3 separate regions of the Sus scrofa genome follow, and all the other regions are linked to region 1. The links are chromatin contacts, called in public HiChIP or PLAC-seq and promoter capture Hi-C maps. All regions are on one chromosome and are shown on one strand. The core of a region is the stretch at or near the end of the contact, and the rest is flanking DNA. Distances in the headings are between cores, read along the strand shown. Region 1 holds the start of PATL1 (protein PAT1 homolog 1). Region 2 holds the start of MED19 (mediator of RNA polymerase II transcription subunit 19). Region 3 holds the start of ZDHHC5 (palmitoyltransferase ZDHHC5).

Evidence for each region. Promoter capture Hi-C pulls out the DNA fragments that hold promoters and counts their contacts. HiChIP or PLAC-seq counts read pairs in DNA pulled down with a chosen protein or histone mark.
Region 2: a contact with region 1 is called in a promoter capture Hi-C map of liver, with 2.8 times the contacts expected there. The contact joins the promoter of MED19 here to the promoter of PATL1 in region 1. A contact is called at or near these places in 1 of 5 promoter capture datasets (liver) and 3 of 47 Hi-C or Micro-C datasets (embryonic fibroblasts, heart right ventricle and skeletal muscle).
Region 3: an H3K27ac HiChIP or PLAC-seq map of skeletal muscle shows a contact between it and region 1, with 5 times the contacts expected there. The contact joins the promoter of ZDHHC5 here to the promoter of PATL1 in region 1. A contact is called at or near these places in 1 of 5 promoter capture datasets (liver), 1 of 47 Hi-C or Micro-C datasets (liver) and 2 of 2 datasets of contacts at active chromatin or transcription factors (alveolar macrophages and skeletal muscle).

Annotation. Positions count from the first base shown.
Region 1 is chr2:11,823,732-11,828,150 of Sscrofa11.1, reverse strand. PATL1 (protein PAT1 homolog 1) reads right to left here and starts at 1,335. Exons shown (of 19, transcript XM_021082992.1): 1 at 136-1,335. The coding sequence starts at 150.
Region 2 is chr2:13,239,375-13,243,696 of Sscrofa11.1, reverse strand. MED19 (mediator of RNA polymerase II transcription subunit 19) reads right to left here and starts at 2,386. Exons shown (of 5, transcript XM_003122715.5): 1 at 1,990-2,386. The coding sequence starts at 2,257. TMX2 (thioredoxin-related transmembrane protein 2) reads left to right here and starts at 2,427. Exons shown (of 8, transcript XM_005660896.3): 1 at 2,427-2,850. The coding sequence starts at 2,662.
Region 3 is chr2:13,274,797-13,279,255 of Sscrofa11.1, reverse strand. ZDHHC5 (palmitoyltransferase ZDHHC5) reads left to right here and starts at 2,739. Exons shown (of 12, transcript XM_021083028.1): 1 at 2,739-2,847.

The DNA.
Region 1 (4,419 bases), core at 86-2,585:
GCTCGGTCCTGCCGGCCCCTCCGCCCCCCCTTTTCCCCCCGAGGGGCGCGGACCGACGCGCTGAGCGTGAGAGAAACAGAGAGGGGGGCGCGTGCCGGCGGGAGGGAGGGGTCACTTCCGGTCGCAACAGCTCACCTCGTAGCGGAACATTCTTGGGGAGGGGGGGGAGGGAGCGGGGAGGGGAATGGGGGAGGGAGGGAAGAAGCGCTGACTCTCCGGGCTCCTCCGCGCGCGGGTCCTCCACCGGCTCGCGACCCCTGGCCGCCGCCGTACGCCGGAGCGTGCGTGGGAACGTGCGCAGGCGCGCCTCGGGGAGGGCGGCCGCCCCGCTCCGCGCCCGGCGGCGGCGGCTGCGCGGGGACAGATTTGGCGTCCCGCTTCCTAGTCTCGGCGGCGGGAAGGAGGTCCCGTGGCGAGAGACTGCGCACGCGCCACCCGTCGGGGGCTTCCTCGCGATCCGAACCTGTAGCTCCGCCCCCGGCTTCTCTGCGCCCGCCCGACGCTGAGGTTCGAGTCACGAGTTTTCCGTCACCGACGGGGCGGAGAAAAGCCTTGTGATTGTCACAGGATATGGCTTTGGAGAGTCCCAGGCTTAGCTTAGGCTGGGAGAAATGGACATTCCTGGGCACTTTTTCCAGCGTCCAACACCGTCTTCGGGTTGCTTGGCGGTCTTCACGACATACGATAGGCACCGAGTGGAGGGGAAAAAAGTTAAAGTTCAGGTCATCGAAAGGGGCTGAGTTCGTCGCCACTTTCAGCGGCACGTCACCCGCTGAGTCAACAGCAGGTCAGGGCTGTGATTTATGTGTCTCAGAGATGAAGGCTTTTTTTTCCTCTTTTCTTTAAACCGAAGGCTTATTAGGGAGGTTCAACCAGGGAGGTATTTTTAGGGCTCAGGCACATCAAGCGTGTGGAGTGAGGGAGCCAAAAAAGGCAGCACAGCCGTGGGCAGCAAGGTCATCGAGGCTGAGTGCGCCGTAGGGTGACACCACCTCCTTAGAGGATCAGGACCAGAAAAGCATTTGTCCAGGTGCCTTGGCAGCCTGTTTTCAGAAGTCTCTTTGGAGAACTGTTATCTCCGCTAGCCGAACTCACTCTTTCCCCTTGAAGACTAAACTTGGCTACGAAATTTAGTCCTTGCACCACGAATTCTTGTGCAGTTTCGCAACTCCTTTCTCCGGTGTCTTAAAGTGCAGCCTCGCCTGGGAGTGGCATAGAGTAAATTCCTTACGTGGTGGTATGACCGGATTAATCAGAGCCTGAGTAGTGGAAACTTGGATTTGGAAATAGAAGTTCTGGGTGGGAATCAGTGCTTTGCCACTGGGCCGTCAGATTTGGGGCAAGTTACCTAAACGTGTCTGAGCCTTAATTTCTTTGGAAAACGGGATTAATGATACCTGCCTCACAAAGTAGTGGTTCAATGGCATGATGATTCCAGTAGTACTTCTACTGATGGTTGAAGTCTGCCTTATGCCAATCCGGTGAGGTAGGTGGTATTATTTTCTCCATAGATGAGGAATTTGAGGATTAGAGATGTTAAGCAGTTTATCCTAAACCACTCAATGGCAAGCGGCAACCAGGTCTCTCATTCCAGAAACCCAGTCTCTTAATCATTGTGACAGTTTAACAAAAGAGGATATTTACATGGGACAGACCTAAATGTTAAAGTGGAGCAGGCTGGGGATAAGATGATAACTTTTAAGCACGCATAGAACACTACAAAAGTTCATGTATTAGGTAGGGGCACTTCTTAACAGTGAGAATTGGTGCCATATAGACCAAAGGTTGGGAAAGTGTGACCCACAGCCAAATCTGCTTAGCTGCCTTTTTTTTTCAAAGTAAAGTTTTGTGGGAAGACGGCCATCTTCATTTATTTACATATTGTCTTTAGTTGCTTTGGGGCAACAAAGGCATAATTGAATACTTTCAATGGAGGCTATTTGGCTAGCAAAGCCTGAAATAATTACTCTGGCCCTTTACGGAAAGAGTTTGCTGATTCTAGATGTTGCAGATCAAGTTTTCTGATCATTATGTCAGAATTTTTTTTTTTTTTTTTTTTTTTTTTTGGCTGCACTGGTGGCAAATGAAGTTCCCGGGCCAGGGATCAAATCCAAGCCACAGGTGTGACCTTTGCCACAGCTGTGGCAACACCAGATCTTTAACTGGATCTGCACCAGGCAGGGAATGGAAATTGTGCCTCAGCAGCGATTGGAGCCACCTCAAATACAACACTGGATACTTAACCTACTGTGCCACAATGAGAACTCCAGACATCAGAACATTTTAAAAAACTCCACACTTCTAATTAATGGACTGCTTGAGAAAACATAGTGGAAAGTAGATAAACTTATTAACGTATAAAGACTTGAGATACAGCTAAAGCAGTTTCTATGAGAGAATAGGAAAGCCTGAATGTAAATGAACTATAGGATGATGTCAAAGAAAGGATAAATAAGGAAATAGTAAAGAGCAGAAATGAAAGAAACAGAAAACAAGATAGAGATGGTCGATAAAATTATGTTTTTCTCATGCAACAGCTGTCTTTGAGGGAGATGAATGAGGGCCACTTTAGGCAAATGTATTTTCTTGAGCTGTGTAGGCCCATTATTAAGATGGAGAGGGTAAAAATTCTTTTCACAAGTAATTCTTTCGAAATAAGATATGAGGCCTTTGGAGAGTGTCTCTTGAGTGAGTGGAAGAAAAGTCTCTCCTGCACACCAGCTAGGTGGAAAAGGCGATTGACAGTTGAGAGGCGACATCAATTAGCATCGCTATCATGCTTTCTCTGGCCTTGCCATCCTTTTTCCAAAGGTTGTAAAAAAAATCCACTGCGGTATTTACAGATTCTATACATCCTATTTCTTAGATCATGGTAAAGGAACAAAATGTACTTTTTGTGAGCCTAGTTTCAGATGATGTATTAATTTTCATCAAGTAATGTACAACAAGTGTTATACAACAGCTTCACCAGGAGGGCTTGTTAAAATAGACTCCTGGGAGTTCCCCTTGGGGCTCTTTGTTAAGGACCTAATGCTGTCTCTGTGAGGGTGTGGGTTTGATCCTTAGTTTCACTCTGGGTTAGGCTGTGGCATTGCTGCAAGCTGCAGCATGGATCAAAGACGAGTCTCTTATCTGGTGGCCATGGCTGTGGTGTGGGCATGTAGCTGCAGCTCTGATCCGACCCCTAGCCTGAGAACATCCATATGCCACAGGTGCTGCCATAAACAAGAAAGAAAAACAAAAACCAGACTCCTGGGCCACCCCACTCCCCAGATTTTCTGATTCAGCAGGTCTGCAATGGGACCTAAAAATTGCATTTATATGAAGTTCCCAGGTGATGCTGATGCTGTTGGTTCTAGGACTAGGCTTTGAGAATGGTTGCTTTTAAACATTGTCCTCGGGTGCTTGCAAAGGTTATAAAGAGGTGGGGAAAAGAGTGGTGGGCTGCCCAGAGGGTCATTTCTCATGTAGTCTACAAGGTTGTAACAAATGTCCTAGAAAGTTACAGGGAGGAACCCTTGGTGCAGCAGATTTTAGGACAAAAGGCTTAGCAATATAATAGAAATTAAAATATAATGCAAAACTTGTAAACAAGGCCACAGAGTCTTTGTCCTCTCTGAAGAGGTGTTTTCTGTTTCCACCATTCCTTGAATCTGGCCTGGACTGTGATAGACCCGTGGAGTGCTGGGGAGGCGATGCAATGTCAGCTGTGTCTAGTCTTTAAGAAGACTGACAATGTAAGTCCATGTTAGATGCCCACTTGTCTTGCTGAAGCGGTCACATGAAAAGGCCTTGGCACTACATGGAGAGGGAGACGGGTCCAGCTGGATCCAGTTTACCAGCCACACAAGACATGTGGATGAAGCTGTCTTGGGCTCTCCAGACCAGTTCAGCTGCCAGCTGAATATCATCGAGTCACCCCATTCAGCACCACATGGAGCAAATACTCTCTCAACTGAGCCTTTCCCAAAAACCTCATCCATAAAGCTGTGGTGTTAAAATAAAATGACTGTGGTTTTAAACCACAAAATTTTGGAGTAGTTTGTTACTCATTAATAGGTAACCAGAAGTCTGTGTAGAAAAATTATACAAAACTTGGAAATCAGGAAAAAGGGTTTTGTGTGCCCTTTCTGTGATGTAATAAGAGCACTGTCTAACAAGCCTACTTGAGAATCATTTGAAGTTCTAGAAGAGGTGACTTTATTTGACTTAGTATTTACCAGTAGTGAGTTACTAGACTCAACAAAGTTAGATATTACTTGGTAGAAGATTGCTGAATTACAAATTATTTCCAGTTGAGATGATTTCATTTTGATAGTAAGGGTAATCCCAAAGGGGACAGTTTTATTGCCGTGCTGGCTAGTAACTGGCATTATATATAACATTTGAGTTTTATTCCAGCATTCTTTTTTTCCTGTT
Region 2 (4,322 bases), core at 1,137-3,636, 1.4 Mb before region 1:
TCAGATATTTTTGGGCCATACCCATGGTACAAGGAAGTTCTAAGGCCAGGAATCGAATCCAAGCCGAAGCTGCAACCTATTGCTACAGCTGTGGCAATGCCAGATCCTTAACTGGCTAGGCCACAGTAGGAACTCCTTCTTCAGCTCTTTTTTTTTTTTTTTTTAAATCTTTACTCTCTTAGGGCTGCATTTGTGGCATATGTAAGTTCCTAGGCTAGGGGTTGAATGGGAGCTGTAGCCACTGGCCTACAATCACAGCCACAGCAACGCCGGATCCTTAACCCATTGAGCAAGGCCAGGGATCGAACCTGTGTCCTCATGGATACCAGTCAGATTCGTTTCCTCTGAGCCGTGACAGGAACTCCCCTCCTTCAGCTCTTGATGTAGCAGTAGGACTTGGGATGAACTAAATGTCATCCTGGAGACTTAACATGTCCAAAATGACTTGATATCCATCTCCTCAAACCTGTCCTTTCCTGATCTTAGCACTACCATCCACCTAATTATTCAAGCCAAACATTTCCAAACTGCCCTCAATTCCTCTGTCCTTCAATTCTATTTTCAATCCTGCATTCCTGTCAGTTCTACCTCTAACATTTATTTGGCATCCATTTACTTCTCTCCTCTACTGCTATTTCCTAGTTCAAACTATCATCTCTTTCCTGAACTACTAAGCTGTAACTTCTGACCAATTTTCCCACTTTTCTTCTTTTTTTTTAAGGGCAGCACCCAAGGCATATGGAGGTTCCCAGGCTAAGGGTCAAATCAGAGCTACAGGTGCCGGCCTACACCAGAGCCACAGCAATGCTAGAGCTGTGCTGCGTCTGCAACCTACACCACAGCACAGGACAACACTGGATCCTTAACCCACTGAGTGAGGCTAGGGATCAAACCCACAACCTCATGCTTCCTAGTCGGATTCATTTCTGCTGTGCTATGACGGGAACTCCCCCACTTTGCTTCCTTAATAGAGCTGCTCGAATGATTGAAAATAAGCAAATAAGTTAGAAGTTAGATCACTTCAGACTCTTGTGTCAAAATGGTTCCCCCTGAACTTAAAATGTCTTATAGAGGCCTCTGCCTACTCTCCCACCTTCATCTCCTATCGCTCTTTCCCTGTTCACTTCCCCGGAGTGCAAGTGGTTTTCTGTCCCTCAAATATTCAAGGTTATTCTCACATTGGGCCTTCTAATCTCATTTTTTGTATCTAGAGTTCTCTCTCCTCCCACTCATAAATGGCTAGCTCTTCCTTTGTGCTTATATTTTAGCTCTAATGTTATCTACTCAGAAAGGGCTCTCCTGATCACTCTAGCTAAAGCAGTTCTGCCCCCTCAATTCTTTATCACATTTCCCCCTTGTAGCCATAACCACTATCTGATACTATCTGTTTATCCGCAGATATCTGTTTATCACTCTTTGACTCCTCCACTGGCAGGTAAACTCCCAAACAGGCAAGGATCTTGTCAGTTTTGTTCACAGCTGTATCTTCAGCAATTGGAAGAGTGCTTGGTACACAGAGTGGGTGCGCAACAAAATAATTTTTTGAATGAAAGAACCTGGTTTAATTCTAATCACTTCTTCGAACACATTTTGAAACCCCGAGGCCCAGAGGAAGAAAGACAACATGTCCCAAACCAACAGGAAGTTTGAAGCAGATCTGGAACTGGGTCCGCAGGGATGTTAAATCAGGACCCTCAAATACCAAACTCAAAGCTAGGATAATCTTTAGGGAGTCAAAAACCAGCGTCAGGGGCAGGATCGGGCGTGAAAGGTGGTCAGGGAGATCCACTCTCTTCCCACCCCTAATCCATCCCAATTCCAATCATTCTTTCGGTTGTGAATCCTCAGAACCTCTTCTAGTATAGTGTTCCGAAATCGCGCCACGCGTTGCCTAGGTTACCCCTCACCCCAGTCGGAAGGCTGAGAGCCACGCCCCGCCTCTCCTCGCTATGATCTGATTGGCTGGCTTTGACCAGGCCTTGTACTCACCCGGCAGTTCCCGCATTAGGTAGAAGGGGCCACAACCGGCCGCTGACTTGTCGGAGCCGGGAGCGGCTGTGGCCGCGGTAGAGGGCGGGGCGGGGCCCGGCCCCCCGCCCGGAGGAGGAGGCGGTGGGGGTGGAGGTTTTCCAGGTCCGAAGCCAAGTGCGGTCGGGGGCGGTGGTGGGTCAGCCTGAGCTCCGAACAGCGCCGTGAAATTCTCCATCGCCTCCTCCGCCCCGGCGCTGTCTCGGTGTCTGGCGTTGGTGACGTTCATTGGTCAATCTTTTCACAGAGTACCGCCCTCCTCTTTCAGGAGCCTCTCACCATTGGGTTGCCTCGGGCCCTTCCTACCTTCTTCCTGCAACTACTTCCGTCGCCTTCTGAGAACGTTCCGGAAGTACTATTTAACTTTATTTAAATTCTCCTGTATCTCCTACTTGCCGCAGTCGCATATGTCCAATAAAACGATTTAGGTGGAAAAAAAGACAGCTAGATTAGCCAATAAAATATCAAAGCCCTTTCTCCATTTTTAACCTGACGCAGAAGCCAGTCAGAGATCTGCTTCCGGATCTAGAGGCGGTGCATCCGAGACTAGGCCCAATGGAAGCACAATGATGGGAGAGGCGGGACCAGGCTCACGGACTCCGTGGAGCGGCTGGCGCCGCTAGAGCCGGGAAGATGGCGGTTCTCGCGCCTTTAATTGCTCTTATTTATTCGATACCTCGACTATCACGATGGCTGGCCCGACCTTACTACCTTCTGTCAGCCCTCCTCTCTGCTGCCTTCCTACTCGTGAGGAAGCTGCCCCCTGTCTGCTACAATCTCCCCACGCAACGCGAAGACGGCAACCCGTGTGACTTTGACTGGGTGAGCGACCCCCCGCCTTAGGACCCCGCGACCTTGACACCCTGTCCTAGGTTGCATCTACGAGATGCGAGGTTCACCTGTTTGAGAACACCTGAGGTTCCCAACCTGTAGCGGACTTAAGCTATTAAGAATCTAGAGCCTGGGCGGTCGTCGAGTGTAAACCTCTTCACGTTTAAGATGGGAATACAGCGAGTTAGCCTGCCGGGGTCTTCTGACTCCTGAGTCCAAGGTCCTTTCCGTCTCACAATTCGTACCTACCCAAACGAGGCATCTGCACTGTTTTACAGTGCTGCTCTCGTTATGTAAAGCCTCTTGAGGAATCAGTGAGGTAAACAAGGCAAGTAGTAGTAATCTCGTTTCACTGATGAAGAAATTGATCTCGGCGTAGTTAGGAGACTTGTCCAAGGTCACACAACTAGTGAGTGGCTGGGACTTGAAACCACTCTTCTGGCCAAAGCAGCAGCACCATCAGTCATTTTAATTCAGTTAACAACTGCAGAGGGAGGACTGTATGCTAGGCACTGTGCTGCATCCTGAGAATGTAAAAATGAATAAAGTTTTAGGCCTATTGAAATGGAATTGTAAAAAAAATTCATTGTAAAGAAATCAATCTGAACTCTCTTGCAGTACTTCCTAAGTAGAAGTGGAAGGACCACTCAGAAAAATAAGATGAAGTTCTGTGCCCCCTTCTGTATAGCTGAATCTGTGTTACGAGGAAGGAGGGCCTTCCTGAGTTTTTGTCTTTTTTTTTTTCCAGGTCCCAGAATGAGTCTTGACTTTTGACAGAACTTACTTCCTTACTTTTATTCTCCTTCCCTTGTTTACTTTTTCGTACTTCCGCCGTTCTTTCCCAGTGTTATTAAGTAGCTCATGTATAGCTGTGGTGCTTCAAAAGATCCATTTGGGGGGCAGGGGGGCGAACCTGCGGGGTATGGAGGTTCCCAGGCTAGGGTCAGATCAGAGCTACAGCCTATGCCACAGCCATAGCAACGTGGGATCCAAGCTCTGTCTCAGATCTACACCACAGCTCAAGGCAATGGCAGATCCCTGACCCACTGAGCGAGGCCAGGGATTGAACCCGGATCCTCATGGGTACTAGTCAGATTCGTTTCCACTGTGCCATGACAGGAACTCCAAAAGAACCTATTAAGTAGGGACCTTTAACTATTTAGAGTTTATAGCTAGTGTTTGTTTTCCTGGAAAAAATCTTTTACTATTTCCTTGGTGATTTGGAAGTTAGAATATTAAGGTAAATAATCTTAGCAATAACAGGTAAACCTCAAAATTTCAGTGGCTTGGAGTTCCCACCATGGTGCGGTGGGTTGAGAATCCAACTGCAGTTCCTTGGAAGTACGGGTTCGATCCCTGGTCCAGGAACTTCCATATGCTGTGGGTGGAAGAAAAAGAAAAAAAGAGGGAGTTCCTGTTGTGGAGCAATGGAAGCAATCCAACTAGTATCCATGAAGATTCAG
Region 3 (4,459 bases), core at 1,490-3,989, 1.4 Mb before region 1:
GACATTTCACAAGGACAAGAGGGAAGGCAGCATTTAAACACAAACAGGGGAGTTTCCGTTGTGGCACAGTGGTTAGCGAATCTGACTAGGAACCATGAGGTTGCGGGTTTGAACCCTGGCCTTGCTCAGTGGGTTAAGGGTCCGGCGTTGCCGTGAACTGTGGTGTAGGTTGCAGATGCAGCTCAGATCCCACGATGCTGTGGCTCTGGCATAGGCCGGCGGCTACAGCTCCAATTCAACCCCTAGCCTGGGAACCTCCATATGCCATGGGAGTGGCTGCAGAAAAGGCAAAAAAAAAAAAAAAGACAAAAACCCCCAAACAAACTGGGTCATTGGTGGTTTTGGGGCTGAAAGGGCATTCTTCTCTTTGCTTAAATCCAAGGGTAGCATTTTGTTCTTGACTGCCGGTTTACTTACCAGTGAGTTGAACTAAATAAAAATGACCCTGTGGTTTGCTATCTATAGACATGAATTGCAAGTGGAGCAGATTTGAAGAAGTATAGATAAACTACACTAGAGAAAACTATATGGTACTACTTGATATACATAGCAAGGTAGTTCATTTTAAGTTTGGTGGTCTGGATATCCTATTGTTTTAGCCTAGATTTTACTGTGCAATACTTTTCAGAAGTGGCTGGCAATTTAAACCTTACGTTCTATTAAACATCCTTTCAGGGAAATATTTTGCATGATTCTTTTTTTTATAGTAATTTTTTATTTTTTCCATTATAGTTGATTTACAGTGTTCTATCAGTTTCCTACCGCACAACAAGATGACCCAGGGAGTTTCCGTTGTGGCTCAGTGGTTAATGAATCCGACTAGGAACCATGAAGTTTCGGATTCGATCCCCGGTCTTTCTCAGTGGGTTAAGGATCCAGCATAATGCCGTGAGCTGTGGTGTAGATTGCAGATGAGGCTCACATCTCGAGTTGCTGTGGCTCTGGCGTAGGCCAGTGGCTGCAGCTCCAATTCGATCCCTAGCCTGGGAACTTCCATATGCCGCATGTGGGGCCATAAAAAGCAAAAAAAAAAAAAAAAAAAATCAAGAAAAGCATAAAATAGAAAAATGAATTTTACCTGCTGTATAGCACACAGAACTCAATCACTTTGTCGTACAGCAGGAATTATCACAACCTTGTAAATCAACTGTATTTCAATACAACAAAAAAAGCAAAAAAAAAGAAATTTAATTTCTAAGGATATAAATTAACCTAACTTGCAGCTAAAAAAGCCTCTCTAAATGAAACAAATATTGTATTTCCAATAATACTTTAACTTTACCTTTTATAAGGTCTAAAGTTTTTAAATATTTCATTTTTTAGTTTATTAATATTTTTTGCTTTTTAAGGCTCCACCTGCAGCATATGGAGGTTCACAGGCTAGGGGCCAAATCGGAGCTGTAGCTGCCTGCCGGCCTGCCCCACAGCCACAGCCCACGCAGAATTCCAGTGGAGCCTGCAACCTACACCACAGCTCACAGCAATGCCGGATACCCCACCCACTGAGCGAGGCCAGGGATCCAACCTGCAACCTCATGGATACTAGTCAGATTCGTTAACTACTTAGCCATGACAGGAACTCCAAGATTTCATTTTTTAAATACACACTGTCATTAAAAGAGCTATGCAGGAGTTCCCACCAAGGACTCGACTTGTCTCTGTGGCAGAGCAAGTTTCATCCCCAGCCTGGTGCAGTGGGTTATGGATATGTAGAGAAGGTCGCAGCTGCGGCTCCTATTCCATCCCTGGCCCCGGAACTACCATATGCTGCGGGTGCCGCCATTAAAACAAACAAACAACAACAAAACAAAACTCTGAAGCATGCAGCAACAAATGGTAGATTGAGGCACTTAGCAAGCATGTAATAGAACCTGTTACATAAGCCATGTCAGAGAAAGAACTAGATTAGACCTCAGAAAAGAAGGCAGATCTTTCCCATGCCGCCTAGTGCTCAGAGCATATTTTAAACTAGCAACATTTGACACCAAAGACCAGGACAGACCGCAGGATTTAGAATCACACTTTACAGGTGAGGAATCTTGGCTTCAGTGAAGTGGCTGGTGGAACACTTTTGAAAGACTATTACGTAATAGCCAGGGCAGCTTTCAAAAAAGAAATGGCCTTGAGCTAAATGAGAACACCAGGCCTTGCTCTTGGGTTCACAACGTTGTAGGGCTAATTAGGACAAGATGTGGCGCTGTGATCTATGTAGCGTTGGCCAGCAGCTCCAGAGACAGGAGCTTCTAGAGAATCTTTTCCTTCCTGCCTGTATTTCCCGGATTGGGCGAGGTTACATGTCGGCACCCAGCTCAGGGGCTGCAGTGAAACGCTAAGGGAATCAGGCGAAGCCAAGAGTCAGCTCCCACTCCGGGGGGTTGCGACTGCCTCAGCGCGCGTCCTGTGTTCCTCTTCCACGGTTGGCACTATGGTTCCAAAGCTCGCGCTCGCTCTCCTTCCTCTTCCTCCTAGGCCTTCGGCAGGAGCTTCGCTCCCCACAGACTCTTCACTCCGGGAGGCCCCTCCGTGCGGAAGCCATAAGCCAGACCTTTCCATTATCCTGAGATTCTGCTGGTACTAGGGAACTCGCCGGTCTAATGAATGCTCCATCAAAATTGTTTTAAATAAAGTTTTCGCCATCAAAAAAAAAAAAAGAAAGAGAAAAAAGAAAAAAGGGAGAGGGCCAATTAGTGGGCAAACTGTTGGCCAATGACTGAAGAAGCTGAAGCCGGAAGACGCCGGGGCCTGTGGGTGATTGGTTACTCCAGAAGCCTGTCTGGAGCGTACCACACTTACTGGAGGGGGTTTGGCGAATTTGGAAGGGTAACTACTTGCTTTTGAGTACTCTCGGTACGCACATTTAATTATTTTTCACGTCTGAGTTTTCCTGCTTCGATACGGGAGGGGCACAAAGCAGGAAGCAGAAAAAGGGAAGAGTGGCCCCGCCATTTCCCCTTTTCCGACTACTGCGCAGTACGCCCACCCATCTCTGCTGGTCGAAGGCCCTTGCGCGCGCGTTCTCGTTTTCTCGCGTGGTACGGCGCTGTGCTCTTGCAGCCAATCAGACCGCGAGGTCGCCGCGGTCGCCGGCGTGCGCGCGCACGCCCTAGAGCTGCGTCGGGGTGGGGGCTATGGGTGAATGGGAGAGTGAGCGGGGGCGGGCGCGGCGGCGCGAGCCGCATGAATGAGAGGAACGTGCCCTGCGCGAGACGTCGCGCGCGCCCGGGACAGGGAGCCAATGGGAACGCTGGGAGGGCTCGAGACCCGGCTCTGAGGGCAACGGCCGCGCGCTGACTCGAAGGCGAGCGTCGCTGAGCGGGGGCGCGCTGAGCAGGGCGGGCGTGGAGCGTGCGGCGGCCGCGCGCTGCCTCTCAGAGGCCGGACGGCACTACCGGGAGGCGGCGGCGACTACGACGGTAGCGGTGACGGGAACAGCGCCGGGGGTGAGTACCGGGGACACCGGCCCCTACGGAACCGGAAGTGTCGGGCCAGGAAGGTGGGAGGGGAGAGTGACCTCTAGGGAAGGGGGACCCAAGAGGGGGAGGTGGTTTGAGGCCCCATTCCTCCTCCGGGCCGGGTCATCCAACTGCGGCGGGACCCGTGGGCCCCGGAAACGGACGACGAGTAGAGGCCGGGGATCCACGGCTGCCGGGGCTCAGAACCGGTTAGTGCCGGGTCGCCGGGTCCCAGCTGGGGACCCCGGTCCCTACGCGCCTGGCGCCCAGCCGCCGCCCCTCCCGCCCCCGGCTCTGCGACCCGGGGCTCTGTAGTCTCCCGCGGCTCCAATGGGCCCTGCCGCCGCGGATGCGGTCTTCCCTGTCTCGGCCATCCCTGCCCCTTACCGTGATTCTCGATACCCCCGCTCCGGGGTAGGGATTGGGTGCCATTCCCTCCCTGCTTTTTAGGTCCTTCACCCCACTCTGCTGATACTTATTTTGGCTCAAGCCTCATCCTGTTACCTGTTCTCTTGCATCCGTCCGCTTCCTCCCCTACCCCCACCAGCGGGAGCTCCATGCTTTTAGTACTCTGTACTTTTTACAAGTGGAACTCGAATGTGTTTGACATTATTTTACCTATAGGAATCTCTTGTGAGATAGGGAGGTAGAAAGCGTTTTACCCACTTGGCCGAATGAAAACATTGAAATGAGAAGTAAGAGACTTAAAGTTACGAAAGGAGGTGTAGGATTAGATACATGTTATACTCTAGATCATTTTTCTGCCTTGGATTTTTCACTTCCTGGTTAATGCCATCTTGTCTAGGTTGACCTTATTCGCATCCCTATCGTTTTATCCCAGTATTTCTCTGTACTGGGTTAAATCTCTTCAGAATGTTTATCACCCATTCTTTAAACCCACCTAATGCTTACAAGATTTATATTGCCATGTACTTTACTACCCACCCACCCCCGCCGCCCCGTATGTAATAACACCCATATTAAACTTCTGTTTGACTCTTCAGCCA